Linked DNA regions of Mus musculus: region 2 is linked to region 1. Evidence: chromatin contacts called from public promoter capture Hi-C data. All regions are on one chromosome and are shown on one strand. The core of a region is the stretch at or near the end of the contact, and the rest is flanking DNA. Distances in the headings are between cores, read along the strand shown. Region 1 holds the start of Cacng2 (calcium channel, voltage-dependent, gamma subunit 2). Region 2 holds the start of Grap2 (GRB2-related adaptor protein 2).

Region 1 (7,388 bases), core at 1,570-4,069:
AGGAAGCCAACTTGGATAGAGTATGGCAATTGTCCAAGTACCAAGTGAAGCTGTGTCCCCGGGCTTATTCTCTCTGCAGTAGTCTCTGCTGTCTCTATGCTGGCTATAGAGACAGATTCCCCTCCCCACCCCCACCCCTGTTGTTTTCCCGGTGACGACGTGGCCAGAAGATGAATCAAAGTCTGTGAATGCTACAGCCGCTGTCAGCAGTTCCGAGGTTAGCAGAGTCTGAGGACAAACGGAGGCTTCTGAGGTTCTGGAATGGGTGGGTGCTTTCTGAGCAGAAGGCCCAGGGGTTGATGTGAAGAGGGAAGGGATGAGAAAAAGTGTTTTGCTCCACTATGCATGGGAAGGTCAAAAGCAGCCAAGGTGACAGGCATCACCTCTTAGACACATATGAGACACCCAAGTGTCTCTCCAACCTGCCCTGCTCAAAAGACCTGGGAAATCTCAGAAGCTTTGGTATCTGCCCCTCACATCTTCCTTTAAGGATAGCAGTCCAACAGAAACACCCACGGAAGCCACTACTAAAGTGCACCAGGGATGAGCAGACCATCCACCCCCACCCCTCTCCTCCCCTGCTGCTTTCCTCCCACGAAGGAATCCAAGGCCCAAGAACCTCTTCCATGCAAGCCAGCTCCAGCCTCCACTAAAATCCCTTAGCACAGACTGCAGACGTCTGGGTGCCCTTCTCTAGATGCTGGAACTAGAAAGACAGCTCTCAATCCTTAGGAGGGTCCTTCCAGTCTGAGGAGGGAGAGGAGATTGGGAGAAAAGGAAGTTTTATGCAGGGTAGAGAAACAGGTAGTTTCTACCTGTGACTGCGCAGATGAAAGGAAGAGGTTAGGCTCTGGAATTTACACCCAAGGAACTATTTCTACCTCAGCCATCTTCTGCGTGCACCCGTAATCTCTGGATCACTGAGAAACTATCATGCAGGTCATCTCAAGGCACAATGAGGGGTGGCATTACTAAATTATGAAATCAAATCCTCACTCTACACCCTTCAACTGACCCAATGGATTCACAGCTTTCTCTAGCCCCTCCCCCAAAGGAAAAAAATGTAACCTAGAGTCTCCTATGGTCTCCTTTTACTTAGTCACAAAACTGATCTGAGATAACATGGCATCCACAGCAGTGAGCATCATCTACGTGCTTCGATTTCCAGGGTCACATTAAGGGAAAGTTGCACACACAGTCTGGAGAGGTGACACAGGAAACAACCCAGGCTCGCCGTTCTGCTGAGCAAGAGAGGGCTCCTGCCTTTCCCTGCTCATAGTAGAGAGGTTTAAAAAAAAAATCAATCTCATTTATGAATGACAAGGGAAACTTGGAAAGATCCACAACTCACTTTTCCTGAAAACATTTTTACCTTTGAGATGAGTATCATGTCCCGAACCCCAGTTACCAGCCACCCTTTTCTCATCCTTTCACAAGAATCATCTTCCCAAAATGTCTACTTGTAGAAGCAAGATGTAGAATTTCACAGAAAAACTACAGAGAGTCACAGAGAAAGCTATACACAACCCCTGTTAGCCAGAAAGAAAGATCAAGAGGAAATAAGGCAGGAGATGCGTCTATCCAGACAGTAAAATAAAACAACCTCCCCTCCCCAGAAAGTGTGGAACCCATGAATAGGGGAGGAAGAACAACACATAGAAACTATGTTTGTAATTACCCATCCAGGATCTCTTCCAGGAGAAGCAGCTGATTGAAGTTTTGTGGGAATCTGACTGTGATGGGAGGACTGTATTTGAAGCTCTGGGCACGTAGAGATGGAATGAGAAGGAGGCTGAACTGGAAGAAACACCAAGGGGGGAGGGAAGAGGAGAGAGAGAGAGAGAGAGAGAGAGAGAGAGAGAGAGAGAGAGAGAGATCGCCAGCTACGCCTTCCTCCCAGCTCCAGGAGGCCCCGGCCAGCGCTCATTCCGGAACTGTGGAACAGGAGTCCGGGAGGCCAGGCAGCCCTGCGCTTGGCCCTGGCCTGGCCCGTCCGCGGACGACAGAGGCCCCGTGGCCAGGGCCCCACTCCTGGCCGGCTACAGAGCGCAGGGAGCGCACAGAGTGGGGGAGTTGTCCAGTTCAGCACCACGGCGACGCAGTAGGTGGGCGCTCCTGCTCCGAGAGCTGTCCAGTCCAGCACCGCGGCGATGCTGTAGGTGAGAGCGCCCGGTCGTGGGGAGCTGTCCACTTCAGCACTACGGCGATGCAGTAAGTGGACGAGCCCGGCCGGGGTGAGCTGTCCGTTTCAGCACCACGGCGATGCTGTAGCTGGGAGCGCCTGGCCCGGGGCTGCGCGGCCGTGAGCGGGGGAGGCGGGCGGGCCTGCCTGCTGCAAGACGCCGGCTAGCGCGCCCCATCGCTCGCTCGCTCGCTGGCTTCCGAGGAGCTTTGCGGATCGGGGGAGGGAACCCCGCCTCGATTCTCCGGGAGAAACCCCCTCCCTCCCCCACTTCGCCGACACTACCCCCGCCGCCAACAACAATAACCGCGGCTGCTCGTCCTGCCGCCACCGCGCCCGCCAACCCTGCTGCCGCTGCCGCTGCCGCCGCCGCCGCCGTTACCGCCGCCGGGGCACAACCATGGGAGGCGAGACCCCCTCACCGGTGCAGCTGAGCTCGAGGGCTTGCAGAAGACTGGGCAGTCTCCTCTGAAACGGAGGCGCCTCGAGGACCCCCTCCCTCCCCAAGGAAGAGAACTGGCGAAGCCACGGATTTTCATGGCGCAGGCCGCAGAGCCGCGAACGAAGACCGAAGGTTGCTTCCCAGCTCTTCCAGTCTCTAACTGTCTAGGTCCGGACCATGAGAGATGGTGTTGAGAATTCGGCTGTACCCTGGCGCGCTGTGGAAGCCATCTCCAAATTAGCGATCACATATGGAAACTGGAGACCAGAATTTTAGGAAAAGAGATTAAGGCATCTCACTTGGGGGGGTGGGGGGGTGTCTTTTTATTTATTTTCCCTTTTTTTAAAAAAATCGCTGCAACTGGAACAGTTTTTTGATCTCAAAAGGCAAGCCTCTCTTCCCGTGTGATCTTTATAATTTACACACTTTTCCGTGAGCTTTCTTATCTCCCTTTTTTTATATCTCTCCATATTCTCTATTCACACATATATCCATTATATTAGTAGTGGAATTACCAATCGCACCCTCACACACACGCTCCTGAGAACCAGAAGTCGGTTGGGTGTTTATATAATGAAGAATTATGGGGCTGTTTGATCGAGGTGTTCAAATGCTTTTAACCACCGTTGGTGCTTTCGCTGCCTTCAGCTTGATGACCATCGCTGTGGGAACCGACTATTGGCTGTACTCCAGAGGGGTTTGCAAGACCAAAAGTGTCAGTGAGAATGAAACCAGCAAGAAGAACGAGGAAGTTATGACCCATTCCGGATTATGGAGAACCTGCTGCCTCGAAGGTATTTGATTTCCAACCTCCTCCCCCTTCCCACGCCGCCCCTCCCCTCCACACCCCCCCCCCCGCCTCCAAATAAGTCCCCTCCACATTCCACCATTTTCCCACTTCACTCCCTCCGCCGCTGCCGCTGCAGATCAAGGTTGACTGGGTTAGTTTCAGAGGAAAGAAAATCAATAAGCAGAACCCACACTCTCTACTCTTTGGCTTCCACCCCGTCCTCCCAAACCTCCTCATTGGAATGATCTATGGTATGGTGAAAACAGGAAATTGTCTGTAGAGTTCAGATGTGCTCTGGATGCTTTGGAGTCCTTAGGGTTTGCCTTTGGGTCTGGCTTTGCCACCTATGAGGAGGGAAAAATAATTGCTTCCCTGTGTGCTGCTCAGCCTTTTGCAATGAAGGATTCAGAAAAAAATGCTCTTCCTCTTCTCTCGCTCCTCAAAAGTTACAGGCCCAGCACCATCTGCAAGTCTCCCTTTAAAAAAAGAAATCTGTTGTTTCTAAGAATCCTTATTTGGTAGATTCTAATTATTCTAGGAGCTCAAGCCGAGTTCAAGAGCATTTCGTAATGTCTACGAGCCCCGCGTACCATTCGAGGTGGCTGGCTGTGTGTATGTGTGTGTTTTTAACGTTTACGAAGTCTAAAATGCATGTGTCTCTCACAGGAAACAAGCCCAAGTTCTAATCAACAGCGGTCACTTGCGGGTTAGACCGAGCGCTGATTTGCTTCCACGCAGAGTGACATGTCTGTCACCCAGAAGCAAGTCGAGTCAGCACTGTGCAGGCAGGAGGCGAGGGCATGGAGAGGTTGAGGGGTGGAATGGGAAAAAATGGGGTGGGGGTGTCAGCTGTTGGTCTTGATCTTGCAGAGTCATTGGGGCATGTGCGCCGCATGTGCTGTGGGCTGAGGGGCTCCCACAATGTAAAGGCCAGGACACTAGGACATGAGGAAGGCATGTGCTTTTGGGATACATTAATAAACACAAGAGGGGGGAACTCTGCAGGTCATACAAGCTGCATTTAGCCACAGACTTTAATATGAAGGAGTGAATTTGCATAGCTATATCTGTCTGTGTGCAAAAGCCACCTATAGGAAGACAGACAGAGAGACACATATGCCCCTGTATGGAAAGAGGCTTGTATGTGTTCCACTGATGTGAACCAAGCCTGGAGGCCCTTTGAGGTGGCATCGGGAAGTGAGCACTGCAGAACTGTTTGTTAAGCTCAACATGGGATGGTGCTGCAGGGAGTTGGGGCCAGCAGATGGGGGAGAGGGCAAAACTGATGTGATCCTGGGGGGTTGGGGGGTGTCTAACCTATACTAAGCCAAACACTGGTCTGGGAAAAGAGCTCCCATCACATGCCCCCTCCCGGTGTTCTTGGTGCAAACGGTTGAGTGATGGCTGAACATGTTTTGAATAGCTAAGTGACTTCATTGAGCGATGGTCTGTTTGACGCATACTGCATTTGATACCCTTTCTCAGTCCAAGCGCTGCCTTTAACATTCTGCAGAGGTGCTCTCTGCTGAACACTCCGTGCTCCTCCTCAGCCAGAGAGTCAATATCAGGAAATTAATAGGGACCGTTTTACACACACGCATTCTGCCTCTCTTAAAAAATGAAAAGCCTTTCATAGCGCCAGTCATTTTCAGTGAAAAGGCAGCTTCCATGTAATTAAACATTTATGGCAAGCTTTGATGCCGAAAGAGAAAGAAAGCAAAGGGAATGAGGGTTGCTTTGGGGACATGATCCTGGCAGCTGTTTGCATTCCTTGGATTTTGGTTAGAGGGATAAAAGATCTGCAGCCAAGAAAAATTAGAGAAAAATCTGTGTTTTTATTTTAGGGCAAATGTAGTCAGATATCAGTGACTTGGTATAAATATGCTTTCTAAATCGGGGATTTTTTTGTGTGTGTGACGGATCCTTAGTGTTGTGATCTTCTAAACATCTTGTAATTCGCAGTAGACACGACTGCGATGGCACTGGGTCACTTGTGCATCAAAAGGCTTAAGTATTTTCATTAGACGCCCATCTGTTCCAAGTCCGAAGCTACCCACCTCCTCTAACTTTCTCTCCGAGCTTTACTCTCTTCTGCCTCGATCAACTATAACGTGTTAGAATTGCAGCCGCCGCCCCCCCTCCCCCGCCTCCTAGGGTTGTGTGATGCTCACAGGAGCTGTGGGTTTGGCACTGTCCCCAGCGGCCACCCTGGGTGCCCAACCCAGGCACTTGCCTCCAGGCTGTGAGGGGAGGGCTAGATTAATAGTCTTTCCCACTAGGCTCAGACTGAAAGAGCTAATGAGCTCCAGGGCCCTGTCTGACCAGACCTTTCCATCTCTTACACCTTCCGCCTTGGGGTTCCGCAAACCTGGGACCACCTCACCTTGGCCACTTAGGAAGTGTCTGGTGCTGATTTTCTAACTGCATGCACTTCCTAAAACTAGAGTTTGGGGACTTATGTGAACTGGCATGCATGGGTCCTTATGGTATTGACAAGTTAGCATCTCTGAGTCTTCAGAACAGAGTCAGCTTCATCGAGGGCTGGGTGATTGGCGCTTCTTCAAGTCAGGGTCTGGGGTAAGAAAGACTTTCCAAAAAGATCCCTCCCATCCCACCTTGGATTGCGCTCTGTACCCACACTGAAGACCTGGCGAACAGGTTTCCAGTTTTCTCCCTGAGAGTCTGCCAGTAACCTCAGCTGAAAACCAGGCCTGATCTCCTCTTGTCTCTATTGCTCTCTAGCTTTCATTAGAGTTTTTGTGTGTGATCTCATGAGATGGTTATTTTTCTTTTACCTCTTCATGAAAAGAAGAATTGCGAAGTAGTCCCTTGCCTCTGTGGCTGCTTTTGAAATTAATGAGTCTGTGGAGGGATTAAAAAAAAAGGGACATGACCACCTGTTAAGGCCCCACTCTGGGTAAGGAGAGAGATGAAGGAAATCTTCCCCTCTACAGATAACGGAAAGGTCTCTCAGGTGAACTCTTGAACTCTCTGGCAGGTGGGTGCCTTTCTGGGGATCCGAGCCTGTGGTGGGAGAGGTGATTGGCGTGACCCTGGCATGAACAGAGTCCTGGGTGGAAGCCTTGAATTGTTCAGAAACTGCCTTAGGGGTCCTGGGGTGGGGAGCTGAACTGGCTCTTTCAGAAAATAAACTTAGTCAAATCTCTGAGAAGGCACAAAACGATGTGCTCAAAGCATAGTGTGTCTGGAACACCGTGGCTTGCCTACTTGGAGAATGAGCCTCTGCTGTTACCTCAGAGAAAGCATTATCTCCAGGGACTAGCGTTCTGCCCTCCAGCTCCTGCCTTCCTTCTGTCCCCACTCCACTCTCCCCCAGAGGATTGCCAGCCCTGCAGAGGAAGAGCCAAGGACTGGTACACAAGCCTCCCCCACCCGCTCTGTCGTTTTGTGCCCCTTACCTCAATGTATAGGGAACAACAAAAATATTGCCTTCTGTCTAGATTGGTGCCTTCCCCCTGACGGACTTTCCAGCTCCTGTAGCGTCAGGGGTGTCTCCATCTGCTTGTGCATGGCACCTCTGATGGTCACCCTGCACCTCCACTGCCTTTGAACGACACCTTCGCTGCCCCTGGTTGTCTTTTCTAAGTTCAGAACTGCATGGTCCTTGCCTGGCCTTCAAGGTGGCAGAATGTTCCAGGTCCCTCAGCATGCTCTCTTGTTTCTACCGACAGAAGGGGGTAGAGTTTTTGCTTTAAGGGAGGCCGCCCACCTTTCTGGACACTCTTGCCTTCCCTAATGTTATAAGAATATTTCGAGATAACCTGACATTTTCTAGGCCCTAGAGTCTAGGAACTTTGCCCATAGTAGGTGCACAAGAAATATTTATCAACATCCTGATTCAGAGATTCTTAATATGGTTGAGATGAATGCAAACATTATTAGAATGGAGAGAGAGAGAGAGAGAGAGAGAGAGAGAGAGAGAGAGAGAGAGAGAGAGAGAGATCAGAATAATT
Region 2 (7,388 bases), core at 3,282-5,781, 2.5 Mb before region 1:
TTTTCAACTTCAACCTTGGCATATGCGGCCCTCTTTGCTGATGCCCATCCATTCCGCCTTCCACGTGCCAGCCTTTACAGAGAATGTTCTGGAATCAGATTCCTTGAGGTCAAACTCTGTGAGTGACCTTCTGTGAGGTCCTCTGGCCTCTTGGCACCTTAAAATTGTCTTATGTGTGAAGGAATGACATTGCTGGCGCTTTCTTGGCTATGCCTGGGGAAGTAAGCAATTTAATGTCTGCCTAGCCTTAGATTGGCACGTGAGGTCCTGAGGTGGAGTTTATAAGTAAAATGAGAGGCAGAGAGAGAGATTAGCCACGAGGCAATAACAGCAACAGCACCAACAGCGAACTGTTTTGGAAACGTGTATAAATTATTCAATCCTCAGACAACCCCACCTACCTCCTCATCTCTCTCTCTCTCTCTCTCTCTCTCTCTCTCTCTCTCTCTCTCTCTCTCTCCTTTGCAGCTCAAGAAACAAAACCAGAGAGGACTGGATTTTGTTCAGTTCACTCAGCAAATGGTGGGCTGGGCTCTGCCGATTTAGTTGTCTGGCTCCACGACGAGTATCCAGTCAGTGTAACTTCTTATTATTACTGCCACGTGAACTTGTGTACTCAACAGATAAATACAGCTGCTGTCACTAGTGGTGACTGAGCTTGTCTTATGCATCTTCGAGGTATATTAAAAATAGGTATGAGCACCGATGGAATATCGATTTGGGCAGAGACGAGGACCTAAAATCATCAGATGGAAGCAGTTGGAAGTAGGATGTTAGCACAATGCCAAAGTGTCACCCCCTCCAATTACTTGTTAATTGTAAGAGGGAACCAAGTACCTTGATAATGAGAGAGAGAGAGAGAGAGAGAGAGAGAGATCCCCAGAGCAAAATCAATGCCTAGAGCCAGATCAAACTTGGCATCGTGACTGGTGGAACAATCCAGAACGACGCGTCTCCCGATATGCTGCAATATGGAGCACCCCGTGGCACCTTATGAAAAATGTTCAATCAGTATCTCAACATGAGCCGGTAAAGATGCTTGCTGCCAAGCCTGACAGCCTGAGCTTGATTCCCAGATCCCACAGGGAGAAGTCAAGGTATCTCTGACTGCCACATGTGTGCTGCCACATACGTGCCCACACCCATACACGCGGGGTAATGAGTACATGCAAACACCAATCTCAGTATGCTTTTAGTTCTAACACGGAGGTTATGCGACCAACAAGGGGCAGAGTGACAGATTAGCCACGAGGCAACATCTGATTCAAAATGTAGGGCATTTTTGCAAGATCACTGGCCTAACTTGAAAAAAAAATTCCAGTGTTGACTAGAGAAATATAAAGATTAATTCTGTTTTTTTTTTAAAGTAATGGTATGGGTGACAGAGGCAAAAATGGGGAGGATTGGTATGGACTAGTTATTAACTAGTAGATATTAAGAACTCCTACCTTCGGAGGCATAATGAAGGCATCGCGGTTATATAAGAGAATGTTCTTGTTCTTGGGTGTGAACTGAATTATTCAGGAGCAAACTGTCATTCATCTGCAACTTACAAGAAATTCAGAAAGCAATACAGCAGAGAGAGCTGTGTGATGAAGGTTATGTTTGTAAACCGAGTGGGCACATTTAGCATTTCAACTTTCTATTAAATGTGTACACTTTTTTTTTTTTTGATAGTCTTGCTTGTGTAGCTGGCTGGCTGGCCTGGTGGCCTTGAAATTGTACCAGTCCTGGCTTCTGCCTCCCAAGAGCTGGGATTGCAGGCATGTGCCACCATGCCTTGCTTAAATCTATCTGTACATAAATTCACTTTCTTCATGAAATGATTAACATCTTTGAAGAGCAAAGAAGGTTTCTATCATTGTGTATGTCGCTCTCGTTGTATTAAACTCTCTAAAACTTTGGACTATGCTTGTATACGTAGAAAGAAAACTACTTTAAAACATTACTTACTGGATTCTTATTGGCTCAAGTCTACTGAAACCCACTGTGAACGTTGTTAGAGACCTTGGCACCCTTGGGCAAGTGCGGCACAAAGCAATTGCTCAATAAATGTGAGTGACGTGTTCATTGAATGAAGCTGTGATTTCCTGAAAATTCTCCCAACAGTATAAAAATATGATAATGAAGAAAAAAGGACAGAGACACACGAAATGGAGGCGCCCCTTTGTATAGGGAGATGCGCGGCGCGAAGGCTCCAGTTGTACACCATGAGCTCACCTCCTCTACTCTTTGATTCAAATAACTACACGGTGACTACTCTTGGACTTTTAAAAGTATTTGCTTACTATGACTTTATATTATTTATTATTTACGTGTGCGTCGTATGCTACAGTGTGGAGGCTGAGTCAGAGAACGAAGAGCAGGGCTCTTTTCTTTTCTCCCCACCATGTGAGTCCCAGGGACTGAACTCACAGAGTTGGATTTGCTGGCGAGCATCTCTGCTCATTGAGCTACCTGGCTGCCCCACTTTGACCTTGCTTCACAGGAGCTTGCAGGTGCTGTCTCTTGGACTCACCCAGCAGCAACTGTTGCTCAGTTAAGAAACGCTGATGGAATCACACTTAATGACATATTTGTGAACAATTATAGACTTTTCTAGAGCCAGGAAAAGGGGCACATATTTTTTTTTTTTTTTTTTGTTCAAGTTCAGGCCTGAGCTCTTTAAGCTGCCAACAGCAGCAGGTGTTATTCTTTGGGAATCAACAGACACATGGAAATCACTGGCAGCTCTTCCAGAAGGCAATGGTTCCAAAAGAGCAGGCTCTGGGCAGCAGGAGAGATGCGTTTTGTACAAGAGACGAGAAGGAAAATGATTAAGATTTAGAGAAATAATAATGGACCCATCATGCGTTTTCACAGCGCCTTTCCCTAAGGTACATGGTATTTATGTTAACTCTTTTATTCTTATGGTGTCCCTCTGGGGTAGGTATAAAACAATGAAGGCCTGAGACGTGGAAGCTATTGTTAGAAGCAAAGGCATTTCTTTATATTGAATTGATCGATCACCTCCTTCCCCTCAGCTTCAGTAAAGCCATTTTTAAAAGATGAAAGCTATTACAATTTAGGGAGAATAAGATTACAGTTTACTATGTGGGAGACTCTCTGGGGTTGAGTTTAATAGGGTAGTTTTCTTCAGTGATGTGGGGCTGCCTCCTTTTACAGAAAACCAGAACACAAACACAAAAAAATTCTTAAAAAGGGAATAAGTTAGAAGTTTTTTAAAAACTTGGCATCGAAATATACTACTTGCAGGAGGATCTCTGTGAGTTCGAGGCCAGCCTATGCTACACAGACAGGGCAGACAGGGCTACACAGAGAAACCCTGCCTTGGTGGGGGGGTGGGGGGGGGGAGAGGGAGACACTACTTAATAGTGGCTGCTTCTTTCAAGAGGGCCTCTCTAAAATTATACTATGAATATCAAGCTTTGTAGGCCATGTTGATTCACTAAAAGAGACCAGGTTAAACTAAACGTTCTTTCTGAAATCAAAAATGAAGAAGAAAAAAAAAGGGACCCTATAACAAATTAGCAGTTTATAATAAATGGACCCATATGCAAGGCTCTTCCACTGAAGTTTCTCACCCTCCAACAATGTGTGCTCATCACTGCCTTATCCCTGCGGTGGTTTGGAGACCAAGTAGCCCCCCTTAGTCTATCTCTGGATGAGTACTTCTAATGATATACAAAGTGTTCCATATGCCTTATTAACAAGGCTGCACTTGAGGTTAAGTGGATGCAGTCATGGTTAAGTCAGTGAAAACCTGGTCTTTGCATTCCTTTCTCAGGTTCTGAAACAGATGGGGACAAGAGCAGAAACCAGAGATGGTCTTTAAAGATGCCACACAACTATTAATAAAGAGACAAAGATAGACAACACCCTCTCCTCATGTCTTCCCACGGGAAGTTTTCTCTTATTAAAGGAACTCAGACCAGTGTTCTTCGTAAAGAGAGCAAATGCCGCCAGAACTAGCAGTTTGGAGTTGGTGAAAAAATTGAGCAAGTCCTCAGAGTCTGGGCTCAATTCCCTACCACCTGCCACTCCCCGACTTCACTATTGAAGGGGGATTTTTTTTTCCCCCTCTGGGACCTCAACATCCAAGGTCTTTCCCAGAGATCGCTCTGAAGCCAGTTAGTAGAACTGCCGTTTTTTCCCCCATGGGCCCAGTAAAGACCAAGTTTTCTCTAGTTCGTTTGACAGAAGTTGAATCCAATCCCTACTAACGTAAGCCAACTAGATAAGAAGCCTAGGCTGATGGCTGAAGTATTGCCAGCAAAGTTCAGAAAACCAGTAGGACTAGCTTTCATTAGATTTGGCTTACAGAGAACAGAATCTTAAAAGCGCTCAAGGTTTCCAGAGGGCGTGCACCCACGACGCATGACTTACCTTTGGGACGCGAAGAGGTTGAGTTGAGCGTGTATCTCGGCTTTGACAACGAGTTATTAGAATTGCCTTTTGCCAGTGGGAAGATGCATTCAAATGTCAAGTTTACCGCGCCGCCTCAGCCTACAGGTCTGCCTTGTGCTGGTTTCTGAGCACCACACTGAAGCAGGTCGCAAGCCCCAGATCCATCAATACAGCTTCCTCCTCCCTGCCCCTTGCCCTCCTCCAAGCTCCCCCCCAGCCAGTCTGCAGGCAAACCACACAGGAACTAGCAGACACCCTGCTGCGCAGAGCTGGGCGTGAGCCTCAGATTATGTGGTTTTGTTTTCTAGCTGCTAGAGTTGAACCAAAACGCAGGAGGTTCACCGAAACATGCCTGCTCCTATTCGTTTCAGTTTTAACAAAACCCGCCTGCCCCCAACGCTCACATACACATACGAAAACTTCTGAAAACACGCCTGCCCCCAACGCTCACATTCACACAAGAAAACTTCTGAGTTTGGATATGATCCGGTAACAAGCTGCTGCTGGCCTCAAGGAAAAAGCCTGTTTTCACATCATTCCATCCGGAGAAATGCAAAGGCCACTGGGAAAAAGTTAAAGTCTTCCCTGGTCAATCATGATGTTAAAATCTCAGAGAAACCGCTTGCTAAGTGTAGCCAACCCATTTACATAACTCTTAGCTTGTGATACAAATCTTGACCCAAGAGAGAAGGAAGAAAACAGTGGGAGGCTCTCTAAGCCAGGAGTTCTGTTAGTGACACAGACACACGACACAGACACACACTATGGGGGTTAACTAGCCGATAAGCCAGGGGTTCTAAGTCCAGGCTTGCTATGGTCAAGAGTGCAGATCTTTCCTTGGACCCGTGGGACTTCACGTTCTCTTGAGCAAGCTGGACCCAAGGCTCTCTGACAATTTAAGAATCATCATCTCCCTCAACTTCCCCAGTTCTCACCTCCATATTTCTAACTCTCCCTGCCCCCACACCACCTGCAGCCCGTTGAAGTCTCTCTTCCTTTCTCTTTGTTCTTGTATCTCTTGCACAAAAAGGAGACGCATTTCAACTGGCTAAGCAAGGCCTTTAGAGTTTGGAGGCTGGATCCAAGGAGAAGAGGGACATTTCGGGATACCTCCGGCATGAATCTCTGCATAGTTTTTTCCCCATTTGATTCAATTTGAAGTTCTAAGAGTATAACTTAGACTTCATTCCTGACTTCTGAGGCGGTATCTCATTGCTTCTTTAAATGATAAACTTTACTAAAAAGTTATTTTATTTTAGTTTTTGGTTTGCAAGATAGAGTTTCCCGGAACTTGCTCTGTAGACCAGGCTGGCCTCAAACTCAGAGATGTACCTGCACTACCTCTGAGTGCTGAGATTAAAGGAGTGTACTACCACCACTGGGCTTGAAGATTTATATTTTAAAAACCCTTTTCTCATTATAATCTCTCACTTTTTTTTTGAGACATGTTTTCTTCTGTGCTGTAGCCCAGGCTATGCCTAGAACTCTTTGACTTCCAGCTGCAGCCTCAAGATTTGGGTCCAGCCAGCCCCAATGCTGGGCTATAGATGTGTACTACCATGCCTGCCTGATTATGCATTTTAATTGAAACAGGGAAGAAGGAGCCTGGTATAGAACTGGCACATTACTTTGGTCATAGTAGGTGCTCAGTAAATATTCATCAAATGGGCTAGAAGAAGTAATTTGCATCCTTAGTAATGGGAATGCAATGCCCATGGAGACCAGAAGAGTGCTAGGTCTCCTGAAACCGGGGTAACAGACCACAGTGAGCTGCTCAACGTGAGTCTTTACTGGGTCATTTCTCCAGCTTCTTTTCTTATTAATAAAAGTCTGAGGCCTGGAGAGATGGCTCGGCCGGCTCAGCACTGACTGTTCTACCGAAGGTCCTGAGTTCGATTCCCAGCAACCACATGGTGGCTCACAACCATCTGTAACGGGATCCGATGCCCTCTTTTGGTGTGTCTGAAGACAGCTACAGTGTACTCATACAAATAAGAGTAAACAACTCTTTTTTTTTTTTTTAAAAAAAGACAACTTTAAAAGAAAATTCTGTACAATTTTCTTAAAGCTAAGTTGCTTGTGAACAGGATAGCCACTGTTTTCACATTACAGAGCACTTTAAAGATAACACATCACACTAACACTGGCTTCAGGGTCCCACCTTTGTGATCTAAGTACCTTCTAGGGTCCCATCATTACATGAAACAGCTCCACTGCCAAGTTCCAAGGCTCCAAGAGCCCCTGGTCAGTATCTTTCTCAGTGGCAGTTCCCCAAGTCAGTGACATGGAATGGTTGGTTAACCAGGACCCCCTCAGCTTGCAAGGCTGGGGTGTGGGCAGGAAGGGGAACTGGCGAACAGTTCTATCCAGAGCCCCTTAGAAGGGTTTCAGCAGGTACCCTAATATGGAACCCCTCCACTTCCAAGTAAAGAGCAGAGTGCTGACTGGCTGGCAGGAATGACAGGCAGCACAGGCCACCTCAGTACTTTACCTCACATCAGCTCTGTGACTGAAGGAGGACAAAGCACATCGGAACGAAGCAAGACCCCAGTGTGAGGACATCTGCATTTCAGCCTTTGCTGTCAGAAGACACTTAGAAAAAAATAGCAAGTAATTGGGAGGATTCAGGACGTGTGAAATCCCACTTATCCGCAATAGAGAAAATTTCTTTAAAAACCACACTTGCTTAAAAAAAAAAAAAAAAAAGAAAAGATCCAGCAATTCCTTTTGAAGGGTCATCATTCATAACAGAGCTTCTTATGTGCAACCGTGCTTAATTACATTTTAGAGTAAAATATATACTTCTGATTCAATAGAGAGCATTCAGGTGTTCGGTCACTCAACGGAGTTCAGACGCTTTCTCTATGCTTGGCTCTAGGGGCGGGCTAGGACATGACACACAGCCTCTACCTCGCTGAACCCTACATTCAGGTAAAGGGAGAAACAAAGCCACAAATCGAGGAAGTGAGCCTCGTGGATAT

What was found. Promoter capture Hi-C pulls out the DNA fragments that hold promoters and counts their contacts.
Region 2: a promoter capture Hi-C map of liver shows a contact between it and region 1, with 8 times the contacts expected there. The contact joins the promoter of Grap2 here to the promoter of Cacng2 in region 1. A contact is called at or near these places in 2 of 39 promoter capture datasets (both in liver).

What each region holds. Positions count from the first base shown.
Region 1 is chr15:78,114,711-78,122,098 of GRCm38.p6, reverse strand. Cacng2 (calcium channel, voltage-dependent, gamma subunit 2) reads left to right here and starts at 2,819. Exons shown (of 4, transcript NM_007583.2): 1 at 2,819-3,418. The coding sequence starts at 3,208. It overlaps A730060N03Rik (a long non-coding RNA gene), which reads right to left and starts at 3,304. Exons shown (of 2, transcript XR_875456.2): 1 at 1,679-3,304.
Region 2 is chr15:80,569,740-80,577,127 of GRCm38.p6, reverse strand. It overlaps Grap2 (GRB2-related adaptor protein 2), which reads right to left and starts at 4,531. Exons shown (of 8, transcript NM_001289442.1): 1 at 4,387-4,531.